2 separate regions of the Macaca mulatta genome follow, and region 1 is linked to region 2. Evidence: chromatin contacts called from public Hi-C data. All regions are on one chromosome and are shown on one strand. The core of a region is the stretch at or near the end of the contact, and the rest is flanking DNA. Distances in the headings are between cores, read along the strand shown. Region 1 holds the start of PRTFDC1 (phosphoribosyl transferase domain containing 1). Region 2 holds the start of ARHGAP21 (Rho GTPase activating protein 21).

Region 1 (5,303 bases), core at 2,319-4,818, 220 kb after region 2:
CCTCAGTTTCCTCCTCTGTAAAATGGGGAGTATGCTAGACCTCCCTTACAGATTTGTGCTCAAGAAATGCTTGCTATTATTACCTGCCCTCTGCCCCTTTTTTGAGACAGGGTCTCACTCTGATGCCCAGGCTGGAAGGCAGTGGCGCGACCATGGCTCATTGCAGCCTTGATTTCCTGGGCTCAGGTGCTTCTCCCACCTCAGCCTCCACAGTAGCTGGGACTACAGGCATGCACCACCACGCCCAGCTAATTTTTGTATTTTTTGTAGAGAGAGGGTTGGCTGCCCAGGCTGGTCTCGAACTCCTGGGCTAAAGTGATTCACCCACCTCGGCCTCCCAAAGTGCTAGGATTACAGGTGTGAGCCACCACTCCCAGCCACCTGCCCCTTTTGAAAACTGGTACTAATTTGATATTTTGTATCCCATCCATGAGAGTATTCTATTCTCCCAGTAAACTCATCCTCTCCAGATTTCCCTTCCCTCCTGCCTTACCTGCCATGAGTTGCCTTCTACCAGCAGCTTCGATTGACTCTGAAATTGCCTGCTTATATCCAACTCGAGGTTAATCTAATTATTCCAAGTTCTACTGGAGAAAAGGATGTAAATGCAGGGACTATCTCCATTATACATGGACTATTTCCCACCTTGGTGGGCTCTCATACAAGCACCAAGCCCCATGGCAGCTGGTCCAGTTTATACTCATTTTTTTGTTTTTATTTTTACTTTATTTTATTTTATTTTATTTTTTTGAGAAGGAGTTTCACTCTTGTTGCCCAGGCTGGAGTGCAATGGTACAGTCTCAGCTTGCTGCAACCTCCACCTCCCGGGTTCAGGCAATTCTCCTGCTTCAGCCTCCCGAGTAGCTGTGGTTACAGGCATGTACTACCATGCCCAGCTAATTTTGTATTTTTAGTAGCAGCTAGGTTTCACAATGTTGGTCAGGATTTTATTGAACTCCTGACCTCAGGTGATCTACCCACCTTGGCCTTCCAAAGTGCTGGGATTACAGGTATGAGCCACCTCACCTGGCCCTCTATTCTCTTTATACCCCTCTTACTACCTCTTTGCATTTTTCAAAAAATTACCTTGCTTCCAGGAGGACCTCTGTTGACACCAATAGACTGGGCTATTTACAATGTTCTCTCACTTGTTTCTTAGACTTCAACAATTTACCTACTCTATCAGTGCATCTAGATCCACCTTATTCTTTTCTAAAAGTATCTAGTATGTTATGGTAGTACAAGTTGAGTACGCCTCACCCAAAATGCTTGGGACCAGATGTGTTTCTAATTACTGATGTTTTTTTTTTTTTCTTTGGATTTTGGAATATTTGCATTTACTTCCTGGTTGAGCATCCCTAATCTGAAAATCCGAAATCCAAAATGCTCCAGCCAGTATTTCCTTTCAGCATCATGTTGGCGCACAGAAAGTGTCAGATTTGGGGGCATTTTGGATTTTGGATTTTTGGATTAGGGATGCTCAACTTGTACTATATTTTAACTGTTCTACCAATGGAGTGGTTGTTTAAAAGATTCTCCCTACTAATGACTTTGTAATTGTTAAATACAGTGGCTGTTTTCCATCTTGGTATCCAACTTGCTGTCCCTGTAGCATCTGACACTTCTGATGACCTCTTGACACCGCCCCTCCCGCTCAACAATGCTCTGTTCCCAAGGCACCCACCACCCTGCCTGCCCTCCCACCCTTCAGCGTTCTTTCTCGGTTCCTTCAACCAGCTTCTCCCCCACAGGCAGCCTCCTACATTTGGGACTTTCCAGGCTTCCATCCTTAACAGTTGCTTTAATTGTTTTTTCCACATTCACTGAGCATTCCTGAACATTAAATATTATTCTTTCTGCTGATTTCCAAATCTCTCCAATCGCTCTCCTGAATTCCAAATGTGAATTTCACAAATTGCCTACAGTGCAGCCCGATCTGTGGGCCTTACAGGCACTGCAGACTCAATTTGTCCACAATGAACTTAGTGATTGCCCTTTTTGCGTTTTAGTCTCCCTCCCATCCATCACACCGCTAGGCTTGCCCCTCCTCCTGGGGCAACTGGAATGGTTTTTATAAAAGCATAAATCGGATACAATGATTCTTTTGCATTTGATATGCGGGTCTCCGCCTGCAGTCCACATGGCTACTCCTGTGTACCCTTCAGATCTTAGTTCAAAGGTCACCGCGGAGAGGCTGCCCTGACCACCTGAGCAAAAGCATCACTCCCCGCTTCTCCTCCAATTACCCTCTATCCTGTTACCCTCCTCCTATTGCACATCTCTACTGGAAATTTTCTCTATTTGTTTACACACTGCTTGCCTGTGTCTTCTCTAGAACGCAAGCTCATGAAGACAAGGCCTTTGTCTTTTGCACCCCAGCGCCTACAACACCTTCTGCAACCCAGCAGGACAATCAACTTGTGGAATGAATAAATAAATCAACACCTCATCCTTTAAGAAGGAAAGGGCCTGCTGTTAAATTAAGCACTGAGCCCCACATTTCAACCTGACCGGTTCTGTCTGAGTGTGTCACCTTTCCCTCCCCAGCCCACTTACTTTAGTTCAGGCCATTCATATTCATAAACAGATTATCTGTGAACGACAAGCTGATCCCTGGAAAGAGATGGCAAGTTAGCTCCACCCACCATCCTCACCACCATTGAGTTTCACATTGAACTTGACACAAGTTATAACCACCACCTTCTAGGAAAACCACTTCTCAGGGAGCAGGGAGGACGCGGCCACAAGGTCAAGAACGGATTAGATCCTAGCACACTGACCCTCTGGCTGACACCAACAGGAGTCTCAGTTCTGGGAAACCAGCATCCCACACCCTCCCATCCGGACACACTGCTAGATATTTTACATGCATCCTCCCAATTCGCTCCGGAGCCCAGCCTGCTGTTGCTCCCTTTTACAGACAAACCATAGGTCCCGCAGGAGCGTGTCCCAGAGCTCCTGCAGAGGCCTCCACTGCCAGAGAGCCCCCCAACCTGGGTACCAAAGGCTTCAGAGCTCAAGTTCTGTCAACTTGAGCTACTTTATTTCCTGGCTGCCTTCAAAACCCCTCAGTGTCCTTTTTAAAAACAAAACTTGAAGCCCGCTCTGGAAGAGGAGGCCCAGGAAGAAGGAGGCCTACAGAGCAGCACGCGGGTGTCTCGGCCCGGCCGGCTCCCAGAAGCTGCTCCCCGTGGCTCGCTGGGATGGGGACGGCTGGGCGCCGGCGGGACGCTGCAGGAGCGGGCTACCGGCCGGAGGACGCGGGGGGACGCTGGGAACTCGGGGTGAAGGGACGGGACTCGGCGTTTCCTCAGATTGGGGGCGGGGAGAGGAGGCCAGGGTCTGAGGATGGAAGCGATCCCCGCCAGGAGGGAGAACAAAGCGGTGGCCCGCTTTCTCTCCCGACGCACGGCAGGCATTTAATCTACAAGCAGGGTGCCAGGGAGGAAGGGGAGCGGGGCGAGCCCCAAAATCGGGAGTTTGCATTTACCACGACGCCTCGCCCGTAGTCTGGCGCCTCCTCGCTGCTCCCGGCCATGTTTCTCCCGGGGAACGCGGGAAGGGAAGACGGCGCGGGAAGGAGCTGGGAGGGCGAAGGTTGCGTGGGGGAAGGGACTTGGGGATGGGGACCCGGCCGCCCCGCCCCGCCCCGGGCCCGCCGGCTGGAAGCAGCGGCCTGGCGCGGATCCAGGGCCCCGGCGCGGCGCCCCCTCCCCTGGCGAGGCCGCGGGGGCGCGGGGAGCAGCTGCCAAGCCGCGACCGCTCCCCGTGAGCGCGGGCCCCGGGCGCGTCCCTCGCGGCCACCGCTGTCGCCGCCGCCGCCTGCCGGATGGTCGCCTGCAGCCCCCGGCCTCGCCGCCAGGCCCCGCGGGGACTCGGGAGCACGAGGCAGCCCGCGGCAGGAAGAGAACGTGTCCCCCAGGCCCCTGCTTCCCAGATCCACCGTCCTAGCCCTCGGGCTAACAATCTCCTTGGCTCTTCCCTGCCAGATTTCATGCACGCGATTGTCCCAAGCAGAAGCGTGAAAGAGCCTGCGAGCCGGCGTGCTCTTGGAGGATGGGCAAGTGTCCTGGATGTGTTTTCAAACCCTGGAGCCGCCACCCACCTCTCTCCACCTCCCCTCACCTCCCTCCACTTCCCCTCACTTCCCTCCACCTCCTCTCACCTCCCTCCACCTTCCTCCGCCTTTCTCTGCCTTCCCCCCATCTTCCTCATCCCAGGGCCTGGAGCTGGAAAGATTACACCCGATTGCTTTTAGGGTGGCCCAGATCTGCAGGGATCAGATCTGGGCTTTCAGGATCCGGCCTTTCAGCCTTTGGTCAACTGCATTCAGGGGAGGAGGGGGAGAGATTTTTTCACATTCTCTGCTTTACCAGTTTTGCAAGAACATCTGGTCAGATTGTAATTGTTCCAGGTTGCAGCTTTATTAAAGCAGTCACTCTCTTCTGATTAGAAATCCTTCTCGTATGAGTCTGTTGTTCATTTCAACCCCTCTCACATCCCTGTGCTCCAGTTCTTTGTCCACTCCTGCAGGGTCCTGCTTTTTCTGGGTGTGTCTTCAGTCCCCAGGTCCCTGACATCTCATCAGCATCTTCATTCACTCAACCCAATTCAGGTTGAAGGCCTGAATCCAAGAGAACTGAACACAGTTTTCCTGATGCAGGCCTCTTTTGTTCATCTTCGGATTCTGGCACACAGAGGGGAGAGGAATGCTGATTTTGCCTAGTTTAAAGGGAAAATAGTTATCAATCGGTTAATGACGTTCTAGATTGGAAAAATATTAGTCATTCAGACTTGGCGCCCTGGTCCTGCTCAGCAGGGCTGGCTCTTCGTGTCGTTTCTAAGCACCACTGCCTTGGAGGGTGCAGCTCCAGAGATCCTGAAATCAGGCTTCTGCTTGGGAACTGCCTTACAAAAATGAGGGGTGTTGTTTCCCAGCGCACAGGTAAACATTTTCTCTTAGTAATTGTCAGAGGGTGTTGTTTTGAGCCATTTTTGTAGTCTGCCTCTCACTTCTTTTCCCCAAAGTCAAGCACCATCTTCCCTTTTCATTTTCAAAGACCAGGCCCAGGAACCATATTCACCAGCAACTTCATTAAAATTTCCAGGAGCTGAAAAGTGCTATCATTAGGGTGGTGATCAAACTTGAGAGTTCAGGACTCTCTTGGGGAGCTGTTTAATGCAGCTTCACTGGGTGGGGAAGATCTGTGGAAGCACCTAGAATCCTGCACCTGCTGAGAGACACCAGATGGGTGTGATGTGGATGGCTCATGACCTGTGCTTTAGGGGATTCTACTAGACCA
Region 2 (5,267 bases), core at 2,518-5,017:
ATTTCCACTTCCACATAGAATCTAGGCAAAATATCTATTCTTTAGAAAGTCAAATAATATTGTAGTTTAATACCAAACCTAAATACTGTATATATATTTCACATGAGCAAAATACAGGTGATATTGTTTTCTTCATTCCCAAACTAGAAACAAGATAGCCATGCCGCCAGCAGCAAGGTCCAAATGAAAACGAATTTCACAGCCGTTAAAAAATACATAACCGTCATTGTTAATAAAAGCCAAGTGTGCAACAAACTGGAAATACTGCTTGCTAGCCAAGGACAAGATGTGTCTAAATTCTTGGTTTCAGGACATCTCTTAAATGACCAAAAAATAATAATCATCAAATAACATTAGTTCTCGCAAATAGAATGCAAATATAATGCTAATTAAAGTATTCACAAGACAATGACAAATAAGGCTTCAGGACCACAATACATATTATTATGTAACTGCAATACACATTAAGCAATCACCAGGTTGCAGGTAGGCCTTCCAAAAGGAGTTATTATGGTTTACCGTGATCAGAGGATTGTGGTGTTCTATTTAATCATGCTTTTGCCTGCAAGCAGGTGTTTACAGATGTCAAAAAGTAAAACACTGATTCTAAATGTAAACCTATAGTTCTAATAAATTGTACAGTAATAGCACGCTGTACCTCACAGCGTTTTCTGCATAAACCTTCTAATCCGACATGAAGTAAGCTGCATGAAGCAAGTTTCTCTGCATGCTTTATGAGCCAAAATTTAACTTCTGATTCATTTTTATTAAAATGCCAAAACTCACACACTGACAACCAGACCTTGTTTCAAGGACTATGAAGTTAAAATTTAACATCCGGTGCAAAAGAACGTGAGACGGTGAATGAGGGTTCACTTGGGTATGTTATTGTCTAAAGTAATCCTCAACGCTTCAACGAAAACATAGGCATCTCAAAAGTAAAATTTAAAGGATAACAATATTCAGTCTATTTAATGAACAAATTACAGAAATCGCCAATAATAAACATAGTGTATTCATAATGGAAGTAAATTCCGAATACTTCAATCTCCAAACGCGAGGAGGAAAAAAAAAAAAGGTGAGAGGCAACAGGGTATATGGGTGTCATAAATCAATGTATTGTCTATGATTTCTGTCCTGCCTACTCAAAAATTTTTAGGAAGTCTGGAGTAAAATCTCTGGGTCTTGGGAAGATGCTAGATGCTACCCTAAGCAGCAACGCAACCCACCTGACACCCCAGAGCGGCTCACAGAACTCCAGAGGTGTGAAAGGGAGGGTATAAATAAGAGAACAGCAAAGGCACGAGATTTTTTTCCGGGAGCTGGAATTACGACTCTGTAAGGTCGTTTTCCAGAGCTGTGCTTGAATTGTTCACGGAAAAACACGTCTTTTTCTACCTAAAGCAGAGATCTGCAGCAACAGCAGCCAGGCGCCCACCGTCAGTGCCAAAGAAAGACTAAGTCCCAGGTGCAACAAGCATACTAGCTGCCGTCTCTGCACCCGGGAGGGCAAATCCTGGACACAGACACACAAAACGCTCAAAACCACCCCCAACCAGCTCAATTCCAAATATCTTGGAAGAGGACTGAAGGAAAACGGATACTCAGGTGCCCATTCTCAGGCTTGCAGTACCCACAGCCACAGAGATGGGACAATTCCTGGCTCTGAGGAGTGACCAAGATGAGGACATTCCAAAATGCGGGACGTGTTCTTGCAAAAGAAACACGGGAGTCTCTGGAAACAGACGTGGGCCAGGCTTCACCTCGCTACTGGTTAACCTGGGGCGCTCCCACCAACCAGCTCAAAGCCCCGGGAAGCCCCTAGTGAGGCCCGGTGGCCGGTCACCCCCAACTTGTAGGACACTCAAGACACAGGCCACCGCCCTGCTGGCCAGGAACGCTGGCTCCGCGCTTACCTCGCAGGCCTTGAGCTTGTCACCATCTCCCTCAGGCAGACCAGTCCGACGCGTGGCCATCATTTCATTTCAAATGACAAAGAAGGGACAAATCCTTTGGAATCCACATTGGAGGTGGGGGGGGGGATGCCACCACACACCCGAAGGGGAAGAATTCCGCAAGCAAGCTCCGAGGGGCAGGGCTGGTGAAACAGACAACGTGCCAGGGAATGAAGGTTTTCAGGAAGCGCCTTCAAATGCCTTGCTGATTTCTCGCGACTTCAACTGACTTCGCCTTCTTCTTCCATTTCTGGAGACTTAAAAACAAAGGCGACAGGTCTTCTTGGAAGCCAGTGTCGAGGCCAATTGCAGAAAGCGGTCCCCTTCTTCCCAGTGCCACTCCTGAGTCCTGGAAAAATCCGAACGGGTCGTGAAGGCTCGAGTGTCAGCTCCCAGAGAGATCCTAGGAAAAGGAGAAATTAAAGGGCGTGAACTTTCTCCAGGCGCCTATCACTGTCTTGCCCACAAGTCCACACCAAGTTCGCGTTTCCTCCCTAACAAAACAAAACAAAAAAAAAATTTTTTAACGTAAACAAACAAAAAGCCTATAAATTCGAGGGGGTGTTTAAAAAAGAAAAATCTCAAAACTGCCCAGCGGTTGCGTCAAACACATCAAACACACCTGGCTGTTATGCAGCCTTCAAGAAAATCGTTCCCCATTCAAGTGCATTTTAATTCATGTCTTTCCTGGGCAGAGCAGAGGGCTGTGCACGTTCTTTTCTGCATCACCCAGACAGGGACACTTCGGGGAAGTTTTCTCCCCCACGAGGTTGAAATGGGATCACACTTTTCAAGCCCCCTCCTCGTTCCCCTCCGCCCCCCAAAAACTCAAGCACAAAGCCAGCCTGGCTGGGGCCGGCGTGGGCTCGGCGGCGTCTCCGGGTGACTCGGGCGCCGCCCCTCCGCCCCTCCGCCCCGGCCGGCGTCCCCGAGGAGGCGGCTGTTTTCCTTGGCCCGCGGCGGGGCTGGGTGGGGACGGCCGGGGACGGCCGGGGAGGCGTGCGCGGCCGCGGGTGGGACGCGGGCGCCAATCCCGCTCCGGGGCATGATTCCGAAGCCACACTCGAGCAACTCTGAAGTCACGGCTTTTCCCCCAACTACAACTCGACACGGCTTTCCTTCCCCTGTGGCCACCTAGGGGGGAAAAAAACTAGGAAAAAGCAAACCACCACCCACCTCCCCCACGATTCCCCCGCCCCTTCCTGAGGCGGGTCGGAGACCTCCAGCTCCCAAAGAGAGCGGCCCCAATATGGGCTTTCTCAAAGGTGCTAGGAGCCCCTGGGCGAGACAAAACCGGGGGCCTTACCCTTCCCGCCCGCTCGGGCCAGGCGGCCAAAGCGCGGCGGCGAGCTGGAGCGGGGACGCGGGCCGGGCGCCGGGCCCGGCCGGGACGCGCTAGGCCGCAGGCTCGGTTAATATTCATGAGCGGCCCCGGGCGCCCCTCCTCCAAGGCCGGCCGGCCGGACCCCGGCGCCCGCCGCCGGCCTTTGTGCCCTTCCCTCCGCCCCGCCGCCCGCCCTCGCTCTGCACACGCGGGCGCGGCCCCTCCGCCCCCGCCGGGCGCCCGCCGCGGGCTCCCTCCCGCCCCAAGCCAGCGCCAGGCCGGGTGGCCTGAGGTGGCGGGAAGGGAGAGAGCCTGCGGCGAGCCGGGCTCACCCCGGCCCGCGAGCGCGGCGCCCTCCCGGCTGAGACGGAAAAGAAACCAGACACGCACCAGAGGAAGCGGGACGAGTGGATCCGCACCGGGCTGGCCGGCTCCGGGACAGCGCGCCCCGCCCGGCGTGAGCCGGACCCCGCAGCAGGACGATCCCGCGCTGCCCGCCGCCGCCGCCGCCGCCGCGCTCCGAGGCCGCCGCCCCCGGCCGGCCGCTCCCAGGCACCGCCGCGACCTGCCCCGGCCGGCCCCGGGCTCTCGGCCGCCGCGGGAGGGCGTGGGGCGGGGCGGCGGCCGCCGGACTCTCCCCTCGCCTCGCCGGGCCGGGCCGGGGCCCCGCTCCGGCGCCCGCGAACGCCAAGTGACAGAAGCGCCTCGCTCCGCGGCCGCGCGGAGCTGTTTCCCGGGGGCGGATTTCTCGCTTCTTCCTCCCTGGATCCACCTCCTCCCACTCCACCTCCTTCCCCTCCCCTCCCCAGGGGAGGCTCTGGGGCTGAATATTTTCTGTCTTGAATAACACGGGCCCGGGGAACCGACGCTGGAGAAGGGGGATTACCCGGAGGCCGGAGGGGGGTGCTCGCCTGCCCCCTCCCCGTGGGTCGCGGGACCTACAAGCCCTCGCCCCCCAGCACCCCAAAACCAGGCACACACAACCCTCCCCGCCCCTGCAGTCTCCCAAGCGCTGAGTGGCAGCGTCCAGGGATGGGCTTGCTCCCGGGGAAGGAGACCTGGTGGTAGGCGTCTGGGGTGGAGAGGGGGACAAGCCTATAACAGCGACATCTGCAGACTCGAGGGATCAAAGGTCCTAGACCGGGGGACGGGGACTGGCAAATTGTGCCCCCCCTTTTTTGCAGCGGGCAGGCAATGAAGCTGCGACCAGACGTGGGACTTGCAGATAAGGGAGTGTCCCTTCACGCCTCACAGCAAAATCTCTTCCTGTGGTGGGAAGGGGGAAGTTAGCCAAGCGTTGCTCATTCAGTTCTTTCCCTTTTATAAATTCTGCAGAGCGACTGAGCGAATTTGGCGCGGCTAGCGGAACTGTGAAGAGGCTGCTGCGCTTCTCTGTCCGCCACACTTCAGGTCACAGCCGCTCCGGAGCCGCGGCACAACCGCCTCCCTCCCCACCCAGCTCCCGGGCCTTGTCACAGACCCCGGCAGCTTGCTCCGCCCCACCGCGCCTCACAACATCTCCCGCTGCAAATTGTCCAATCGGGAGACACGATGGGAGAACGCGAGCCAATCAGGGACTGGTTAGTCAGGCTTCCCTCCGCCCTCTTCCCCGCCCCCAGGTGAAGGCCACCGCCCCCTCGGCCTCCCCTTCCCACCCCGCCCGGCTCCTGGGAGGTGGCTCCCCGGCTCCGAACCTCGCGGGTCTGGAGGGGAGTTGCTCGCAGTCGGAGGCAGCGTTTGTCACCTTGTCACCCTCATCCTCGGCCCCTTCCCATACACACTCCTCTCTCCTTTTCAGTGCTCCTGCTGGTGCTGTTGAGGGTCATTTTTATCCTCACTGCGGCGGGGGACTGCCAGCAATTGTGTCTGATCAGCTGCCACCGCCGTCCAGAGGGAAAAAAAAGAGGAACAAAACCTAGAAGCTATGGAGTCCGCTTACCTTTTCCTTCTTTCTTGCTACTCTCCCCTGTAGACTTAGAGTCTTCCCC

Evidence for each region. A called contact is a pair of places that touch in the nucleus more often than the background predicts.
Region 1: a Hi-C map of fetal cortex germinal zone shows a contact between it and region 2, with 5 times the contacts expected there. The contact joins the promoter of PRTFDC1 here to the promoter of ARHGAP21 in region 2. A contact is called at or near these places in 2 of 14 Hi-C or Micro-C datasets (fetal cortex germinal zone and fetal cortical plate).

The regions. Positions count from the first base shown.
Region 1 is chr9:26,385,044-26,390,346 of T2T-MMU8v2.0, forward strand. PRTFDC1 (phosphoribosyl transferase domain containing 1) reads right to left here and starts at 3,569. Exons shown (of 9, transcript XM_015146641.3): 1 at 3,491-3,569. The coding sequence starts at 3,538.
Region 2 is chr9:26,168,415-26,173,681 of T2T-MMU8v2.0, forward strand. ARHGAP21 (Rho GTPase activating protein 21) reads right to left here and starts at 3,768. Exons shown (of 25, transcript NM_001261285.1): 1 at 3,670-3,768; 2 at 1,917-2,358. The coding sequence starts at 1,979.